Linked DNA regions of Gossypium hirsutum: region 2 is linked to region 1. The links are chromatin contacts, called in public Hi-C maps. All regions are on one chromosome and are shown on one strand. The core of a region is the stretch at or near the end of the contact, and the rest is flanking DNA. Distances in the headings are between cores, read along the strand shown.

Region 1 (5,418 bases), core at 1,934-4,433:
TTAACTTTGAGTCCAAGCTTTAGTTTGTCATGTGTGGATTATTATTGTTATATTCTGGTGCCTTTTCTAATCTGAATAACAATAACCTGTACTTATTCCCAGCTACACAGTTCCAACACGCCACCGGGCCTCCACCCCTCTCTAGACAAACCAAAAAAATTAAACGAAATGGTAAAAGCTGCAAACTAGATGAGTAGCCTGTAGCTTTATATGAATTTTCTGTAGCCTCCATTTACTTCTTGCTTTTGCTTACAATGCAAAATGAAATTTGATTAACATGTAATCACTGAAATGCTATACTGGTCGTAACATATCTATTTTATATGAAAGTAGTACTTTTTAGTTTTCCAAAAAAAAGGGAACAATTCCACTCATCCAAAAATATTTCTTGCTTTTTGCTCCAAAATTGAAAAGAAAATAGTGAAATCAGCAATGACATGGACTCTTAATTTTGTTCTTTCATTATCTTATTGCTTTAGATTTATTTGAACTAAGCCCTTTATGGAGTCAGGATATGGTTGTCTTTAAACCACAAATGTCCAGCCAACAACAGCTGCAATTGCAGCAGCAGCAGATGCAGCCCCAGTTACAGCAGCAGCAACAGCAGCAGAATCCACAGCTGCAACAACAGCAGCTTCCGCACTTGCAGCAGCAACAACTCCCTCAGCTACAACAACAACAACAGCAGCAGCAGCTACCACAGCTGCAACAGCAGCAGCTTTCCCAGCTGCAGCAGCAACAACAACAACAGAAGCAGCAGCAGCAGCAGCAGCAACAGTCGCAACACCCTCAGATGCAGCAACAGCAACTTTCTCAGCAACAACAAATGGTTGGTTCAGGAATGGGTCCTGCTTACGTTCAAGGTCCAGGATGATCACAATTAGTTTCTCAGGGGCAAGTTTCATCACAGGCCCCACCTAATATGCCAGGAGGGGGATTTATGAGTTAAATCAGCAAAACCTTGGAATCTACTGGCCTAATTAGAAATAACTAGTCTTTATCAGTGACTTTAGTGGCTAAGCATGAGGAGAAAGTCATGTAGTATCATCTGGGATGAAGTAATTTTTTTATGTACTGATGATAACGTCTAACATGGTACATTCATAATGTGCCATCATTCATGTGTCTAGAGTAACTAATGAGGTGGGAGGAAGCAAGGGTTTTGCTGATGAATTTCATTGCTTGTATTTCAAAGAGATTAGCTGGTACGGAATTTCGATATAAAAGTTAATTCCTCTTCATCTTATCATGCAAACCTGTGTGAACTAGTTAATAATATAAGGCTAGGCTACATTAATTCATTTTGTATAGGATCCGATTTCGAATGTCATGCAGTAACTAAGCCATAAGTTGTTTTGATTATGGATTTTGGAATACCAACTTTCATGGATTATAGTAGAAATGCTTAGCATCAATCCATGCTCAAGTCTCTAAGACTGATTGATGTTTACTCTTGGCACACCTTGAACATAAAAGTGGTAAAAAAACCATAGCATTCAAGAATTTTTAATCACTACAGCACATCACTGAAAGCTTTATCCCATCCTCTGAGAAGAGAACAGAATTGAAACAGCATACCTTTTGTCTCTCTATATTAATGTTTAAAGTTTAAAAGCCCCCTCCACACAAGGTGGGAAAAAACAAAAGGTCAATGTCCACTGAGGTAGACACTGAATAAGAAGCCAGAAAGCTTAAACTACACATACAATACAAAATTGTTGGAAAGTTACTGCAAGGGATCAGACCAGCCTATATGAAGAAAAAGCAACTTCCCTGTAGATTGAACCATTAGAAAAGATCTAGTCTAGATTCATTTGGATCACTATGATGTCAAAATGACGACAATGTTGAATGAAAGATTAGTGAAAATATTTATGTTATCATTGAAATTTTGTTTGCATTCAGCTTCCGGCCTCCAATGGCAGAGGGGGGGGGGGAGTGGGGACACCTCAAAATAAAGACAGTGACCCGTACCAAACTTTCCCATAAACAAGCAGCCTCCTTGCTTTAATCATTATTTCAGAACCTATGGCCTTAATTTCTACCATAAAGCTACATAGAAAGAAAGTATAATGATTTTGGGATTGATCCAAAGCACCAACCAATAAAACTTCCCGTCATTGGCTTAGGGTCCAAAAGCTCGTAAAAAATGCAGAAAAGCCAACGATGTCCTTTTGCTAAAGTATAGGAAGTTTCTAGTAGGGCTTCGTGTTGCTACTTGCCAGCCATTAAAAAGTCCTTTTATTCCTTAACTTGCATCATGGTGGAGTAGAATAATTCAGTCTCTGTCGCCATAAGTCCAAAGCTGTCACTTCTCATTCCACTTCTCATTCCTTGGGTCTCTAACTTTATTTGTTTTTGTTATGAGATACCTTGTTAAGTTAACCACTTTGATCGGATAAAAAAAACTCCCCATCTGATGTAATTTATTATATGCTTACTACGCAAACCAAACTTTTTATTACCTCCATCATAATTTTATTATCAACTCTCCACGATACGGTGAAATTACATTTTATCATATCTATGACACTATCACCAACCCCAAGTAGTTGGACATGTGTTCAAGGATCCACATCCTCATAAGTCTTTAATAATCTACTTTACATACTAATATTGTGTCAAAATCTTATCAGAACCTTCCATTTTCTTCCAAACTCTCCGGAACCATTGCTAGCAACTCTCTACACACTATATGAACCGCTTCCAACCTCCAACATCACATATTATATCAAAATATACATACTTTTGAGAACAAAAGAAATTAAGAATCAGAGTTTGAAAATTTCTTTCCAATAACAAAAATGCTAGAGCCACTTGCTTATTATCAAAATAGAATTTATTTGGTACTATATGACTGTGGAACTTGCAGATGAATCATATCATTCTATTGTAATCATTTGATAAATTGTGACTCCAGTAAAACCAAGGATCCTGTTAGTTTCCCATTCATATTTTCCCAACTAATTAATTATTTTTGGAGAGTGCTAAATACACATAAATTGTATGCATCGGTTTTTCCTTCAATTTTATTAGGGGCTTTTAAGGGCGTGTAGGAGAGGGTCTTGAGAGATGGAAAAAGATATTCGTTTCAGAAAAGGAAAAGGGTTAAATAAACAATTGCGTTACTTTGTTATAAGATTAAGATGCTGTTTTAACAAGTTGGGATAAAAGGTTTTGAGGGAAATGGCAGAAGAAATATCACAAAAAGAGAAAAAGAGCTAACCAAAGTAAATGGGATGTCATTTTCTTAACTTTATTCCATGAAGCAAAGTAAATCATGTACCACTAACAAGTCCCAAGTCCTCTACTTAAACACATGGTGACGATAACCCAACTCCTTACATTCAGGAGATATCTCAATCTTCCAATTCAATACTTTTTGCAAAGAATGGTTTCAACATCTCCTCCAAAGGTGAGAACATGATGAGTTAGCTTGTATTACCTGGCCAATGGCCAACACTAATTGACTACTTTTCCATTTTGATTCTAACAGGAAGTTCAATCCATCAGGAAATGGGCAGAAGGTGATCCTACTCGCAGAGCCAAATGGTGGTACTCCACTTTTCACACTGTCACGGCCATGATAGGTGCAGGTGTCCTCAGCTTGCCCTATGCCATGGCCTATCTAGGATGGTATGCAATGCTGGAACTTAAAACTCAATTCAACAAAAAGGCTTAGTTGAGACAAGTTGGGAAATTTTTTACTAACCTTCTGTTTTCTGATCTTAGGGGTCCAGGAACAATGGTTCTGGTATTATCATGGTGCATGACCTTGAATACAATGTGGCAGATGATACAACTGCATGAGTGTGTCCCTGGAACTCGATTCGATCGATACATTGACCTCGGGCGATATGCTTTTGGACCGAAACTCGGAGGATGGGTAGTGTTGCCTCAGCAGCTGATTGTTCAAGTTGGATGTGACATTGTGTACATGGTTACAGGAGGGAAATGCCTCAAAAAGTTCATGGAGATTGCCTGCACCAGCTGCACACAGCTCAGGCAGTCCTACTGGATCTTGATTTTTGGTGGTACCCATTTCTTCCTGTCTCAGCTTCCCAATTTCAATTCAGTTGCTGCTGTTTCATTAGCTGCAGCAGTTATGTCTCTGAGTTATTCAACCATAGCCTGGGCAGGTTCCTTGAGTCACGGTCAGATCGATGGTGTGAGCTATGATTATAAGAGCACAAGTCCGACTGACTTCATGTTTCGAGTGTTCAATGCACTAGGCCAAATTTCATTTGCATTTGCTGGTCATGCAGTTGCCCTTGAAATTCAGGCCACAATTCCATCAACCCCAGAAAGGCCTTCGAAAATACCGATGTGGAAAGGTGCACTCGGAGCCTATTTCATAAATGCCATATGCTACTTTCCAGTAGCCATGATAGGATACTGGGCATTCGGTCAAGATGTCGATGATAATGTACTTATGGCACTCAAGAAACCTGCATGGCTCATAGCCTGTGCTAACTTGATGGTGGTTGTTCATGTCATTGGAAGCTACCAGGTTTATGCTATGCCTGTGTTTGACCTGCTGGAGAACATGATGATCAAAAGGCTCAACTTCCCACCAGGGATTGCTCTCAGGCTCATAACTCGATCTACTTATGTAGGTGAGGTTTCCTCTATTTGAACCAACTTTACTTACACGACCGTCCGTAAGTTATAAAATGAGTTAGATATTTTAGTTAATTATAAGAACAATGGATATTGGATGTTTGCAGCATTTACCCTGTTCATAGGAGTCACTTTCCCTTTCTTTGGAGATCTTCTGGGTTTCTTTGGTGGATTTGGCTTTGCTCCCACTTCATATTTTGTAAGCAACACACACACACACACATATAAACATATATAACTGATTTCAATTCAGTATTGCTATCTGCAACTCACTTAAATTTATATCTGTCATCAAAATTTTTGGCTTACAGCTTCCCAGCATAATGTGGTTGGTGATCAAGAAACCAAAAAGGTTCAGCCTCAATTGGTTCATCAATTGGGTAATGGATTTTTCATTACATATATATATATATAAATACATATACGTAAATTTGCTGATAATAATGGGTGTTTTCTTCTATATGTAAATATATTTCAGGGGTGCATATTTGTAGGAGTGTTCATTATGATGGCATCAACAATTGGAGGTTTAAGGAATATCATAGCAGATGCTTCAACATACAGTTTTTATACATGAATGAATGAGCATTGCATGTTGTTTCAGATGGATGTATTAATGTGAATCCACTGATCAAATACTTGCTTTACCTTCAAGCCACTCAATGTCCTAGTGATTTTATATAAATTGAGCAAGTTTTATATATATATAGCATAAAGTGGTTAAAACTTATAAATCCAAAGACAGTTTACCTAATTTATTTTTTTCATTTGAATGTAAACAAAGAAATTGATTGAAGA
Region 2 (5,377 bases), core at 2,177-4,676, 480 kb after region 1:
GGCAGCACCTCAAACCCTGTTCCAGCGCTGGATACGGGTGAGGGGTGTTACAGAGGAGCTGAGGAGCTGAGCAAGAGAGTTCCAAGAGATTAAGGCTCGGTAGAGATTTAGTTACACATTTTAGAGATGTTATTTGGGCATTGTGGAACTTCTGAGACTTAGTTTAATTTTAATTGTAATTGGACTTGGACATTGGACATTTTTAATTTTGGATGGTTTTATAATATCATATATTCATGTTTGAGTTTGATTATTGAATAATTTACGGTATATTGTTTCTTAATAACATGGTGATTGATAACATGGTGTGTGATGCATGATGTTTACACTAACCATTGTTTAAATGAAGCTTTCATGGAGTGGTTTACTAGCGACTAAGATATGCCACTTGTTTGAATTAACCGGTGGGTGATATGCATGAAATTAAATGTTTAATTCTATTTAATTGAGGCTTAGTTGGTGTTAATAAATTTAATTGAAGGTGTATGAATATGTATGATTTTTAATTGTAACTAAATCAGGTTTAATTGGCCATTAAAATACTCAAAATCGGGTTTAAAATCAAATTTTTTGCACATAAAAACTGCAGTGGACTGTTGGGGGTTTGAATTCTGGTCTTTTTAAATTGGTTCTCTGGTCCGTTTAAATTAGAAATTAATCTTGTAACTTGATAAGTCCAATTAGAGCCTTAAATGAAAAGGAAACTTGATAAAATTTTAGGATTAGACTTGTAATTGATAAATTTTGTTAGAAACACACTCAATTTAATATTCAGCTATAGTACTAATAGTTTGAAATTGTTAATAGTTTGAAATTGTTACGATTTAGTCCTTAATGATAAAACTTAAATTAGACATAGAAAATAAACTCAGATTAAGCTAAAATTTCTAGGGCTTACATAAATTGACTAAAAGAGGGTTGGTAAATGTATAGATCTAAATTCGAGTTAGTTTAACTGTAGGTGGTAAAATGATTAAAATGCCTTTAAGTAAAATTACTTATAAAAAGTTTAAATTTAGTTCAAAAATTGCTTCCACATTAATAAATAACTAATAAACAGATAATATTGATGTATTATAAGGTTAGGGTGTGTCTTGGAAGGTCATTAGCCGGAGAGTCACTTAGGTGGCTAATGTAAAGCTCGAATTCAGACTGGTCCGTCTCGATTAGGGTTTGGGGTGTCATAATACCAATTGAAAAAATCCCTCGATTTGCACTTCTTTCCAACATTAATGTATGTACTATTAATGGAACAACAAAACTTGGTTTACAACTATTCAAAAAAACAATTCTATTCTAACTTTTGTTGGAATAGAATCTAGATAGAATTAAGAAAGTTTGCAAAATAAATCCAATGTGCAAGTGAGTCACAGATATAAGTAAAGAGAGAATCGGCATACAATATTTGTTAACTCAAATTGGATTCCCCAATCATACATATGCAGAGCCTTACTCAGAGAATGATTTTATTCACCAACTATTTTAATCACCTATTAACTTAAGTTCAATCTACCATTACAAAAAAAAAAGTAATTACAACCCGAATATTAACCCCAATTGTATGAATCACTCTTCCCCATATACCTAGTTTACATAATTTCTCTCCATAACAAGTTCTTACAATTATTGGACCATGTGAACCATCCAATGTCTATTTAATATCAAGTAATTCAGCTTTTCCTAATGTTTCTTTAATTGGTCTATTTATGCTATCGGTATTAAATGACCCCTTACTTTTCACAATTGTCAATTATCTTATCAATGTCTCCAAAACATTTACATTTGGATCTAGATTTCCAAAATAATAAATTAGGTGCAAAGACACATGCAAATATGATGTTTATGATTATTTCTTAGATTCATGTATTTGTTAATTTGGTTATTGAGTAATGAATTTGAAATTTCTAAAAAGTCTATGAATTTGATATTTTTTTTATATGTTTTTCAAATATATATTATATTAAACTCAAATTAATTTATTCATATAGGGATGGATCCACTTACACTAGTGTAAAATTAAAATCTTTTCGTATCTCTTTGTATGATTAATATTTTAACAATCTAACTGTTGGATTTATTGATATAATTTTTCATGTCATATATGTAAATTTTTGAACAGATTCGATGTCTCTATCACATTGACCTAAAACATTATATATATTAATATTTTTGAATTGTTGAAAGTTTTTTTATATATAAAATAAATAGTAAGAAAATTTTAATTTATATCAAATTTGACATACATGATCCATATGAATGAAATATAAAATGTGACGGTTGGATTGTTAAAATATTAATCGTACAAAGAGATGTGTAAATATGTAAAACTAATATAATTTTACACGGGTGTAAGTGAATCTCTCCCCTTATTCATAATATATACAATTTAGCTATCTATCAATGCTAGATAGTAAAGGGTTGCCAGAGGTGGTGTCACCTATCAACCGGATCCCAACTTAGTTAGGAAATTACCAAAAGTTTCGTTCCTTTACAAAGTAAGAAATATTATGTTGAGGGAATTAATATCTTTTTGTATGTTGATAAATCTTAATAAATAAACATACATAATAAGAATAATAGATTTTGAACTTAGGTCTTCGTGCTTTTCAGTAACTTAATTTTAACATTTCAACAAAAATTACAATTTTTAATGAATTTAGTATAAGAATGTTTTCACTTACATATTTAGTGTGACATAATTTAATATTGTGTACGACTTGGGTTAGTTTAGCAATGCTTTTAAAAAATACCGTGGAAAAGTGTTTTTGTGAAGTGCTTTTGAAAAGTTTAATTTAAAATTAGAGTGCTTTAACAAATAAAATATCCATTTTAGACATGTTATTATCAAGTAATAAATATGCATTTAAATAATATTTAAATTAGTTAATATTATTATATTTTAGTAAGAATATAAAAAATTATTATAACTTGTTGTTAGTATTTTAATATATGAAATATAAATTTTAAATATTTTTAAGCAATAAATATTAATTATTTATAAAATTTAATTAGAATATATAAACTATATTTTAAATATTTAAATATAACCATTAAATATTTGTAATTAGTATTTTAAAAAATATTTTTTATTTTTAATTAATGATTTTAATACATTTGTAATTAAGCATAAAAAAATAATCAAAAGTGCTTTTGGGAGAGGAAAAATTAAAAATTTTAGCTTCTTCTTATTATCAGAAGTAGTTTTGAAAAACTAAAAATTTCAGTAAAAAACAACTTATTTAGCGTAACTTTTTTTCTAAAAATACTTTTAGAGTCAGAATTATTTTTTTTAAGCACTGCTCAACCGCCTTGCCCTCTGAGGCAAGGAAAATTGGATTTAAAGCCACCAATGACATATGTTGTAAGCGCAAAGCCGGAATTTTCCCATTGTAGTTAAAGGTTTGGTAAGAAAAAGAAGTCGTTTCTTTTCCCTTTTGAGGCAGGAAAAGGTCGTTTAGTAGAATTTAGTTGGGAAATAGGAATGGATCAGTAAATTAGATTTGTAAAATAAGGATGGAATTGAAAAGAAGTAAAAGTTTATGTTCCAAAAAGAAAAGAAACGAAAAATTGACAGACGAAAGCGTGAAAACGAAAATCTAAAACATCCAATAGTAATTAGTAACCGGCGATGCAAACACAGTTGGGTAGTGCAGTATTTCCTCGTCTTCTCCGCCGCTCCCTCTCTTATATTCCCTCCATTCTCTACTCTCTCCATTCGCTCCTTAATTTATTTCATTTCTTTCGCTTTCTCTCCAATTCCTCTCCTCAAAGCCAAAAACACAAGGAAATGGCTTCTCCCTTTCTCTCCAACACTATCATCTCCTTCTCTTCTTCCCTTTCTTCTTCTTCTTCTCTTCCTCGTCTTGCCCCTTCAATTCCTTTCTCTGCAATTCGTTCCAAGTCAACCCCAAGACGAATCCTGACCGTCCGTTCCAAGATCAGGGAGATCTTCATGCCTGCCCTCAGTTCTACCATGACCGAGGGCAAGATCGTCTCTTGGGTTAAATCCGAAGGTGATGTACTCTCCAAAGGTGAAAGCGTCGTCGTTGTCGAATCCGACAAGGCTGACATGGATGTCGAGACTTTCTATGACGGCATTCTCGCTGCTATAGTTGTTGGGGAAGGCGAAACTGCTCTTGTTGGTGCTGCCATTGGTGTTCTCGCTGAGACTGAAGATGAAATTGCTGAGGCTAAAGCCAAAGCTGCCTCAAAATCAGGTGCTTCAACCCCATCTGCTCCACCTCCTGCTCCAACTCCAGCTGCTGCCTCAACTCCAGCTCCTCCCAAATCGACGCCTGCTCCCGCGGCTCCAACAGTTGCGGAGGGGCCGACGAAGACTGTTGCCACACCATATGCAAAGAAGTTAGCGAAGCAGCACAAGGTGGACATTGAGTCTGTGGTTGGAACAGGTCCGTATGGGAGGATTACGCCAGAGGACATTGAGGCCGCCGCCGGTCTTTCACCTTCGAAGAAAAATGTGGGGCTTGCAGTGGTTGTGGAAACGAAGCATGCAGCACCAGCGAAAGCTCCAGCTGCTTCTGCCGCCCCTTCTAGCCTTCCTCCTCCAGTTCCAGGATCTACAGTAGTGCCGTTTACGACAATGCAGTCCGCCGTTTCGAAAAATATGGTGGAGAGCCTTTCAGTGCCCACATTTCGAGTGGGGTATCCTGTGACTACGGACGCGCTTGATGCCTTGTATGAGAAGGTAAGTTGAGTTGGATTTTTTGATTTCATAAGTTGGATTATTTTTGTTTTGGATTCGCAAATTGGTTTTAATTCATCACTTGGTATTTTGATTTATAGGTGAAACCAAAGGGTGTGACAATGACTGCTTTGTTAGCCAAAGCTGCCGCAATGGCACTTGCGCAGCACCCTGTTGTGAATTCAAGCTGTAAAGATGGCAAGAGTTTTACTTACAATAGTAACATCAACATTGCAGTAGCTGTTGCTATCAATGGTGGCTTGATTACCCCTGTTCTTCAAGATGCAGATAAGGTTAGTGATCCTATACTATATTGATTTTTGATAATTGGAATAAAATATAAGAGTTGTTTGTTATTAATAATATGCTGTAGTTGTATATAGTTTTTCTATAGTTTCTTATAGCTTCTAAGAGCTTGAATTAAAGGAATTGTTTCGATATAGTTGGATTTGTATCTACTGTCTCAAAAATGGAAAGAATTGGTGGAGAAAGCCCGGGCAAAGCAGCTTCAGCCTCAAGAGTATAATTCGGGTTTGTACTGCTTAGCGATTTTACTTCTGGTTCCACTTTGAGTAGTTGGTTGATATTTTTGTGTCTAGAATTTAGAGAGTAAATAATGATTAAATTGCTTGCAGGGACATTCACTCTGTCCAATCTGGGCATGTTTGGAGTGGA

The links. Hi-C and Micro-C count contacts between places; a contact is called where the count stands out from the background.
Region 2: a contact with region 1 is called in a Hi-C map of leaf, with 2.3 times the contacts expected there. The contact joins the promoter of LOC107932387 here to the promoter of LOC107922424 in region 1. A contact is called at or near these places in 2 of 34 Hi-C or Micro-C datasets (both in leaf).

The regions. Positions count from the first base shown.
Region 1 is chrA13:10,349,512-10,354,929 of Gossypium_hirsutum_v2.1, forward strand. It overlaps LOC107922424 (lysine histidine transporter-like 6), which reads left to right and starts at 3,184. Exons shown (of 7, transcript XM_041084866.1): 1 at 3,184-3,415; 2 at 3,497-3,636; 3 at 3,733-4,034; 4 at 4,140-4,616; 5 at 4,728-4,819; 6 at 4,932-5,000; 7 at 5,099-5,374. The coding sequence starts at 3,320. The coding sequence ends at 5,197. LOC107932400 (a long non-coding RNA gene) reads right to left here. Exons shown (of 2, transcript XR_005907465.1): 2 at 5,412-5,418. It also overlaps the pseudogene LOC107932391.
Region 2 is chrA13:10,830,071-10,835,447 of Gossypium_hirsutum_v2.1, forward strand. It overlaps LOC107932387 (dihydrolipoyllysine-residue acetyltransferase component 4 of pyruvate dehydrogenase complex, chloroplastic), which reads left to right and starts at 3,427. Exons shown (of 6, transcript XM_016864359.2): 1 at 3,427-4,705; 2 at 4,804-4,995; 3 at 5,146-5,233; 4 at 5,338-5,377. The coding sequence starts at 3,629.